Regions from separate parts of the Rattus norvegicus genome. Here region 1 is linked to region 2. A link is a contact called in public HiChIP or PLAC-seq data. All regions are on one chromosome and are shown on one strand. Each heading gives the region's core, a stretch centred on a gene start, on an enhancer-like site or on the middle of the called end of the contact. The rest is flanking DNA. Distances are from core to core; before and after follow the strand shown.

What was found. HiChIP or PLAC-seq counts read pairs in DNA pulled down with a chosen protein or histone mark.
Region 1: a contact with region 2 is called in an H3K27ac HiChIP or PLAC-seq map of oligodendrocytes, with 4 times the contacts expected there. The contact joins the promoter of Katnal1 here to the promoter of Hmgb1 in region 2. A contact is called at or near these places in 3 of 12 Hi-C or Micro-C datasets (Schwann cells, frontal cortex and liver) and 1 of 1 datasets of contacts at active chromatin or transcription factors (oligodendrocytes).

The regions. Positions count from the first base shown.
Region 1 is chr12:11,136,499-11,140,706 of GRCr8, reverse strand. Katnal1 (katanin catalytic subunit A1 like 1) reads right to left here and starts at 1,554. Exons shown (of 11, transcript NM_001006956.1): 1 at 1,489-1,554.
Region 2 is chr12:11,007,345-11,011,605 of GRCr8, reverse strand. Hmgb1 (high mobility group box 1) reads right to left here and starts at 2,370. Exons shown (of 5, transcript NM_012963.3): 1 at 2,216-2,370; 2 at 77-240. The coding sequence starts at 226.

The DNA of each region.
Region 1 (4,208 bases), core at 305-2,804, 130 kb before region 2:
TACACATACTAAAGAGAGGAAATCGACCTGAGTCATGCCTAAGTCCTGCCTAATCCCCGCATTCTGAGACAGGGAGGCAGATCTCTGAGTTCTAGGACACCCTGGTCTGCATAGTGAGTTCTAGCTTGCCAAAACTACACAGTGAAGCCGTGTCTCTAAAACAAAATAAAATGTGAATAAATCAGTCAAATTTTAAAAAAATAGAAAAGGAAATCGAAACACTTCAACATAGTCAAAAGGAGATTCATCAGAAAGTTCAATAAAATTAATAAATTTCTAGTAAAGCTGGCTAGGAAAAGAGAAGAAATGTTTCCCAAATCAGAAATGAAGGAGATCTAGCAATAGAAACTTCAAAGAGAGGGAAAGGTCAAGCAAACTTAATGAAATAGACAAGGGTGTGAGATCACAGCATATCAAAACCCACTAAGAAATCTCATCAGTCAATGAAACAGAGTTTGTGATTTAAGACCTCCCCAAAATACTCCAGACCCATCAGCTTCACATGTGAGTTCTAGCAAGTACTTGGGGAAGAAAGAAACAAATGCTAAAGACAGCTCTCCAGAAAAAGGCAAAAACTAACCATTTAAAGCCTTACTGGTCTTTAAAGTAGAACCAAAATACGTGTGGGCAACATTCAGGCTGGTAAGTAGGGAATGGAGATGGAACAGGGGGTTGGGGGTGGGAGGAGGCATTACTCCATGACATTGAACCTTAATAGCTAAAATGTAAAATTATATATATATATATATATTTATATATATATATATATATATTCAAGACACCACCAAATAACAGCAATATATCTTTCATCAGCTTTCACATTTGTCCTTTTAAATATTACTGTCCTCTGAACACACGCTAATGAATGGGTTTAATATGCCAACAGCTCTGAGGTACTTGAAAAATAAGCAGAAATACCTAGAAATTCACGGTGGGGGGGGAGGCAAAGGCCTTTTTAATGACGACTTTGTCGGGTCTGCTTTGTCGGGTCTCGCATCGACCTTGCGCCATACATACGGTTCTGCACCGAGAGGCAGCACCCTAAGAAGCCCAGGCCCCGCGCGGTGGCGATGGGGCGGGGCCGCGAGTGCGGCGGCTGCGGGGGCCGGAGCGCAGCACTGAGGCTCACCTGCGCTATCCCCGCCCGATGCACACCGCCCAATTCAGCGACTACCCCGGAACTCCCTGCAGACAAAGAGCCACTTTAACACCATTTGAGCAGCTCCCAATTAATCAGTCTGTCGCCGCGCTCCGGACCCCTGGGCTTTGTAGTTCTCGGCCCGAATCATCCAAATAAGGCGGTGAGCCTGAAGAGCCACCGAACTACAAGGCCCATGATACCCTGCGACTGGTGCTACTGTCCGCTGGACGCTCCGGCTTCTACCCGGGAGCGGCCTGGTGTTGGTGGCCGAGGGATTGCGGAGAGAGGCTCCCCTCCGGGGCTCCGCAACCCGGCTCTCCCAGTCACGCCCGGCCCCTCGGGCTCACCACTTAGATCTTGCAGGTCAGGGCTGTCAAGGAGCGGGGAGGGACGAGGCGGGGCGCCGCTAGCCGCCGCCCGGAGTCCGTTAGTTCGTGGCTGGCGCGGAGAGGCGGTGGCGCACGGTTGCCATGGCAGCTGCGGCAGCGCTGCGGAGAGGGCGTGGGGCTGAGTCAGCGCTGGGAAGCGGGGCTGTGAGGAAGGATGCGCAGGGACGAGTGTGGCGAGCTCGGAGCCCTCACCGGACACGATGAGGAAGGAACCCAAGACCCTAGGTGGGGCGTGCAGCACCTGCCGCATCCGGGCGGGACGTGTGCAGCGGCAGAGCGCTGCTTCTAAGGAGGCGACCTTTGCTGAGCCATCTCTGTAGACTGAAGGCCTCTGGCCAGCCCCCTCCTGCCATCCTCTTGGGAGTAGAGACCGAGCCATTGCATAAGATGGCGTGTGCACGCTGCCTACAGGAAGATTCCGGACTCTTTGGAACTCGTAAATGGCACTGATCCCCACCCATTGAATTCGAAGCTATAATGTGACTTAGGCACACGTTTGCACACTCTCCAGGTTCCTCAGTGTAGTGTAGGCCGGGATTAACGACCTAAATTTCTAACACAGCGCCCTGGCTAACTGGTCAGTAGCCGATGACTCGAGGCACCTTACCTAACCTGCTCTGACGTTTTAGCCTGCAAAATGGAGCTACTATATCCCTGTGTTCCTGAGAGAAACGTTTGTGATGATGAAACGGTATAGAAGTCTGGCAGCCCACACAGTAGCTTTCAGATACTAGTTAATCCAGTAGTGATAAAAGTCCAAATATTTGGCTAGCAGTTGAAGGTGGGTTGGCCGAGGTGGGCAGTTGTCCTGTACCGATTTAAAAGGTTTAGGTCAGGGAAATGTCTGTAACTGTCAGAACTCATGGAATAGAACAGTTATGGTTTGTACATTTTATTGTATATAAATTTACCTCAAAAGGGATGTAATGCCTTAGGAAAATAAATCAATAAAAAAGAAGAAGTGAATTACTGTCCTTAATATTTTCTCATAATTACCTCTTAAGAAATTAGGGCAGGCAGGGCACAGTATCTAGTGCCTTTAATCCTGGCACCCAGGAGGCAGAGGCCAGCCTGGTCTACAAATTGAGTCCAGGACAGCCAGTGCTTGTTACACAAAGAAACCCTATTTTGAAAACAAACAAAAATACAAAAGAAAGAAAAGAACTAGGTTAGGACTAAGGGTGTCACTCCTTTGTTTAAAGCCCCTGCACCACATAAACCTCTGTAACCCAGCATTCAGGAGAATGCAAGCAGGAGGATTAAGTATTCAGGACCAACCTGAGTTACATAAAGCATAAAGGTCAGCTTGGGATGTGCCAGACCCTGTAGAAGAAAAGAACAGGTAAATTATGATGGATCGGGGTAGTGACTCACACTTGTAATCTCAGAACACGGGAGGCCAACCTGGGCTATAAAGTGAGACTGTCTCGGGGTTGGGGATTTACCTCAGTGGTAGAGCGCTTGCCTAGCAAACGCAAGGCCCTGGGCTCGGTCCCCAGCCCCGGTGGGGTGGGGGGTGGGGAGTGAGACTGTCTCAAAAGGTGGGGGGGGGGCAGAGAAAAGAAAGTTGGAAAAGCAAGCTCTGTTGTCAGAGTCACCCCATCACAGAGATCTTGCAAGTTCAAGCCTTGTGCCCACCTCCCCTAGTCCTCTCTAACACTGTACTGCCCATGGGGTACACCGAGTCAGGGTCACCCCTAGCTCAGAGTCCTTGCTCTGAGCATGCAAGACTTCCTCACATCTTCCCTGCTACTCTGCCTCCTCCCCTCTCCCTCTGAAATCAACCCCATTTCTTTGCTTGTGTGCAAAGCACACCTTTTTCTAAAGGTCTGGAGAAGGTGGGTTTTTTAATTAAAAAAAAAAATGCTCACTCACACACACGCCTAGAATTAGAAAGCTTTCCTCTTAAAAGTCCTTTGTCCCCTCCCCCAGCGTGGCATTCTCATCCACCAACTCCTGTCTCTCTGGCAGGAGCCTCGGCTTGCTGCTGCTCAGTATTTCTGCAGTGCTGTCTCTCCTGTCCTCTCCCTCTCTGTATGCACTATTTTCCATCTCCCAGCCCAAGTTCTCTTTGCTACATACCACTGCTAACCTGGTTACCAGAGTATTTTCCTACAGAGACAAAAGGTCCTCCCCAAAGGAACTCGAGTGCCAGCCATTACAGTAGCTCCACCATCACCACCACACGCAGGGGCCACGGAGATGGCACCGTTCTTAAAATGCTTGTTTTGAAAACACAACGTGGTCTTGAGTTCAATGCCCTGAAGCAACAGGGTAAAAAAGCTAGATTCAGCAACTCAATTTGTATAATCCCAGTGGAGGGGGGTCAGTTGAGAAGAGGGAGAGCCTAACCTATTTGGTGAGTTCCAGGTCAGTGAGAACACCTGAACAGCACTTAAGGCTTCTCTGGCTGCCACATGCACTTGTACACACATGCACATACGAACCCAGTATTTTCATGCCGTAGTGTATATCCCCATGTTCTATGTGATTTAGTCCACATGGCCATGAGCTGTCAGTCCACCTTCACAGTGGCTTCAGTTACTATGAGAGTGGGTTTTCTGACAGACATAGGAGAGCAAATGAAAACAGCTAGGATCTGTTCTAAAGAGAAAGAAAGAAATTCAGAACTCTGTGCATGTCCAGCTTGTAGAGCGAAACAACAGCATTTAACTCAT
Region 2 (4,261 bases), core at 1,121-3,620:
ATAGTAAGGAGAACACCCAGCCCCTTCATCCTAATCTACAACTAAAAGGCCGTTAGTGTCTTTAAAGCCCCCTTACCTTCCACCTCTCTGAGCACTTCTTGGAGAACTCTGAGAAGTTGACAGAAGCATCCGGGTGCTTCTTCTTGTGCTCCTCCCGGCAGGTTTGCACAAAGAATGCATATGAGGACATTTTGCCTCTCGGCTTCTTAGGATCTCCTTTGCCCATGTTTAGTTGATTTTCTGAAAGAAAGCACTCAATGTTAGTAACCAAAAAACTGAAACTGACCAGTTTCGAACTGCTCAGGGTGGCAAGACAACCAAAATTTGTGTTATTTAACACAGCGGTGACGACAATCTCCCATAAAAGCCAAGCAGGACATTGCAAACCGTAGCCAATTCCTAGAAGTGGTTAAGCCACAGCGATGAGGGCATGGGACACAGGGAAGAAAAAAAAAAAAAAAAAGGTCTCAAAGTGTGATCTCAAAAATGTAGGCACACATACACTCAAGCATTGGCTATCTGTCCAGTCTGTTCTGAATGACTCCTAACTGGTAGTTTAAACTATGTCCAAATCTTTAAAAAAAATTTAAACCAGCAAAACACAAACATTTAAAAAAAAAAAGAAAAAACCCACCCTTTCCATTAGTGAGTTTTGCGGTGTACAAGGAATGATCCAGTAGACCTTAAGAGAATTACAGGCCTAGAAAAGCAGGGGGAGGGGATGAAAAGCAAAACAATAAATCCCCCTCGTGCACCTAAAGTTTACCCAGCTTTAGGAACACCCGGTCTTCGCATCAAACTTTGCTCGGGAGGGCGGAGGCGGCGCTGGGACAGGGCCGGGAGAGGCCGCCCGTTTCCTATCGCTTTGGCCCCGAGATGCGTTTCTGCTCTGACTAAACACGTCCGGTCTGAAGTTTCTCCGAGTAAACAAGGATGAGGGACAAAAGCCACTCCTGCCGCCGCCCCCCCCTCCGCCACCACGGGGGTGTCGGGCTTTTTTTTTCCAACAGGGCCCGTGAAAAGTTGGGGTACCCTGGCGCGCGCGGGGAGGATTCCCCGCCCTCCGAACTTGGCCTGAGGTAGAGGGGGGCTGCGGCTCCGGGCGGGCCCGAGGCCGCCACGTGCGCCCGGAAGGCCGCAGGCTCGCGCCGCCGCCCCCATTTTGTCGGCCGCGGCGCAAGAAGCCCCGCTCGAAATGGGGGCTGGCTCCGCCCGCGGCCGCCAGGGCCGGCGCACGGAATGGCCGCTGCGCGTCTTCCCCGCCTGCGCCGCCGCCGCCGCCGCCGCCGCGAGGGCGAGCGCGGCGAGAATATGGCTCCTTCCCTTTGTGTGTGCGCGCGTGTGAGTGTGTGTATGTGTGTGTGTGTATGTGAGTGTGTGAGGAGACTGAGGCGCGCGGCGGGCGGGGCGCTGGCGCACTCGCCATGGCGGCGGGGGAGGGGCGGGGGCGCGCGGCTCCCCTCCCCCCGCGGCCCCCGCGCCGTCTCCCTCCGCGCGCCCCGCCGCCCCCGCACGGAGAACGCGGGGCTGTGAAGAGAGGAGAGAGGGGAGCGAGAGGAGAGGGGGGGAAAAAAAAAGTTGCCTCAGAACTGCTGCGCCCAGCTTCCCCCGCCCGCACGCCCGCCTTGTTTTCTCTACAGCCAGCAGCGCCGGGCCGAGTCAGCCATGTTCCAGCGAGAGCAGCGGCGCCGCTCCCCCCACTGCCGCCCGCTCGCCCGCCGCCTCGCCCGGCCCGAGCCGCCCCGCACGGCCGCCCCCGGCCCACCCGCGCCGCCCTCGCCCGCAGCGGCGCCCCGCCCGCCGCCCCGCGCTCCCCGCCGCGGCCGCCCATGCAGCCGGGAAGCGCCGCCGCTGCCCGCTCCGCGCACGCCGCCTGCCCGAAACGCTCGGCCCCGGGGGCCACAAACACGTTTAAAAAAATTTTTTTTAAAAATAATCCGGAACACACACAAAAAAAATTTTTTTGCGCCAGTGAGGCGCGGAGGGCGCTGCGGGTGTGAAGTGGCGGCCGCCTGAGGCCCGCGGCTCGGTTCGGGGCAGCGTTCGCGGCGCCCGGCGGAGCCTCGCTCCGTGCGCAGTTCCCCCCACGGTCCCCCCTCATTTGCCTTTGTGTGGAGCCTGACCCGCCGGCTTCGGGCCGCGGGGATCCGGTCGCCGCGCGGGCTACGAGGCTGCCTGAGGCGCTTTCCCCGCCGCTGCGCCGCCCCACACTTACCCTCCGCGAGGCACAGAGTCGCCCAGTGCCCGTCCGGCTCTCGCTTGCCCCGGCGCTGTCTCTATGGAGCTCAATGTACTGCAATGGCTGTGAGAGCGGGAGCCAGACGCAGCCTCCTCACTCTCTCCGCTCTGTAACATTACTCTCCAGCCAGCGCGCCTCCTATTGGCTACCGCCAACTCACGGGGCTCGCTCATTGGCCCGTTCCCTCCCATTGTCCTGACCAGAGCCCGTGCGCCATTGGCTGTCTGCGAGGACACGTCACCGAGGATTGAAACAGCGCGCAAATCTGAATGTGTGAGTGTGTGCCGGGCCGAGAGGCTGAGGCGGGAGAGGCAGCTGCAGAGGCAGCAGCTGCTACGGGAAAGCGGAGCTCTATGGTGTCTGTGTGCCTGCGTCTGCCCCGAGCCAGCCCCACGCCCGAGCCGCGGCGCGCGCGGTCAGGGCCCAGCTCTGCCACAGCCACCGCGGCGTCCTCAGGCCCGAGCGGCTCCCGCAGGCCCGCCCCCCCTCCCGCTCCACGCTCCGGCCCGGAGCCGTTGAGATTCGCGGCCCGTGCTTGGGGATGCGTCCGGGAGTGGGGCGGCTGCTCCGGGGCCTGCGGCCCAAACGCGGGGGCCTCTGTGGGCCCCGGGACGGCTATGCTGTTGCAGCCCACCACAAGACACCCCTCACCTGGGCTCCCGCCTAACGTGCCCACCCTGCCCAGAGGCCTAGGCTGCTCCCACCAGCAGGCGTCCAGTTGCACCCCTTTTTTCTGGTTTTGCTCCAGTTTCCCAGTACTTCTCCAACTCTTTTTTCTTTTGGTCAAACACAAAGCATTGTTTTGAACTTCCCGGACACCAAAGCCTTATTCCGGGGAATTAATGCACAGCCACTGGGGTTTGATACTGGCTGCTCTCAGGAAATGTTTGGGCGGGCCCAACTAGAATTAGCAAATTCGTTAAAGACCTCGTCCCCCCACCCCCGTCCACACACATACACACACACAGGCTGTTTTCTGTGACTCGGTGTGGATTACTGTTGGAATCAAATGAATCTTTGTGATGGCTATCTTCACCCCGATCGCACCACTTAGTGCATACATGTACCTGCTCTAGGATTACCAGCCGTTTAGGGCTACTGTTACCTGAAGGATTAGATGCCATAGAGGACTGTACTTTCTCCCACTCACCAAGCTGGCTGCTCACACTTAAGTCTGCAGAGAAAATAGCCAGGCCAGTTTTAAAGGCCACAGGCTTGCACTAATCCTTGATGGATCTAATATCTTTCTGGGGGGGGCAGAGCACCTCTCTTCAGTTAAAAACAAATGTGCCCCCCCTTTTTATTCTGACTCTTAGACACTTCTCAGATAAACAAAGAATTCCTCCAAAATGCACTTAATCCAAGTCAAAACATTCAAGTCATAGATATTGGGTTAGATTTCTATAGCACTTCTAGGGTTTTATTATTTAATGGATTTGCTTGATTTTACTGTCCTTACTGGGAATAGGCTCGGATAATCTTTTCTGACTAGTGACTTTAAGGTCCATTGCCATTTTTTAACAATACACTCTTGGTCTAGCGACTATCATTGGTGTGACTGAACAGTACACCAAACACACATGCAAAGGCATGTATACACACACACACACACACACACACACACACTGGTGTACTGGCTGGTTTTGTGTGTCAGTTTGACCCACGTTAGAGTCATCAGAGAGGAAGGAGCCTCAGTTGAGAAAATGCCTTCATGAGATCCAGCTGTAAGGCATTTTCTCACTTAGTGATCAGTGGGGACACTCATGGGCTCAATCCATGGTGGGAGATTTCTGGGCTGGTGGTCCTGGGTTCTATCAGAAAGCAGACTTAGTAAGCCATGGGAAGCAAATGAGTAAGTCCACAGCCTCTGTCTGCATCAGCTCCTGCCTTCGGGTTCCAGCCCTGCTTGAGTTCCTGTGCTGTCTTCCTCCATCGTTGGACTATGATCTGGAAGTATAAGCCAAATAAACCCTTTCTTCCCCAATTTGTTTTCTGGTCATGGTGTCTTTGTCACAGAAATAG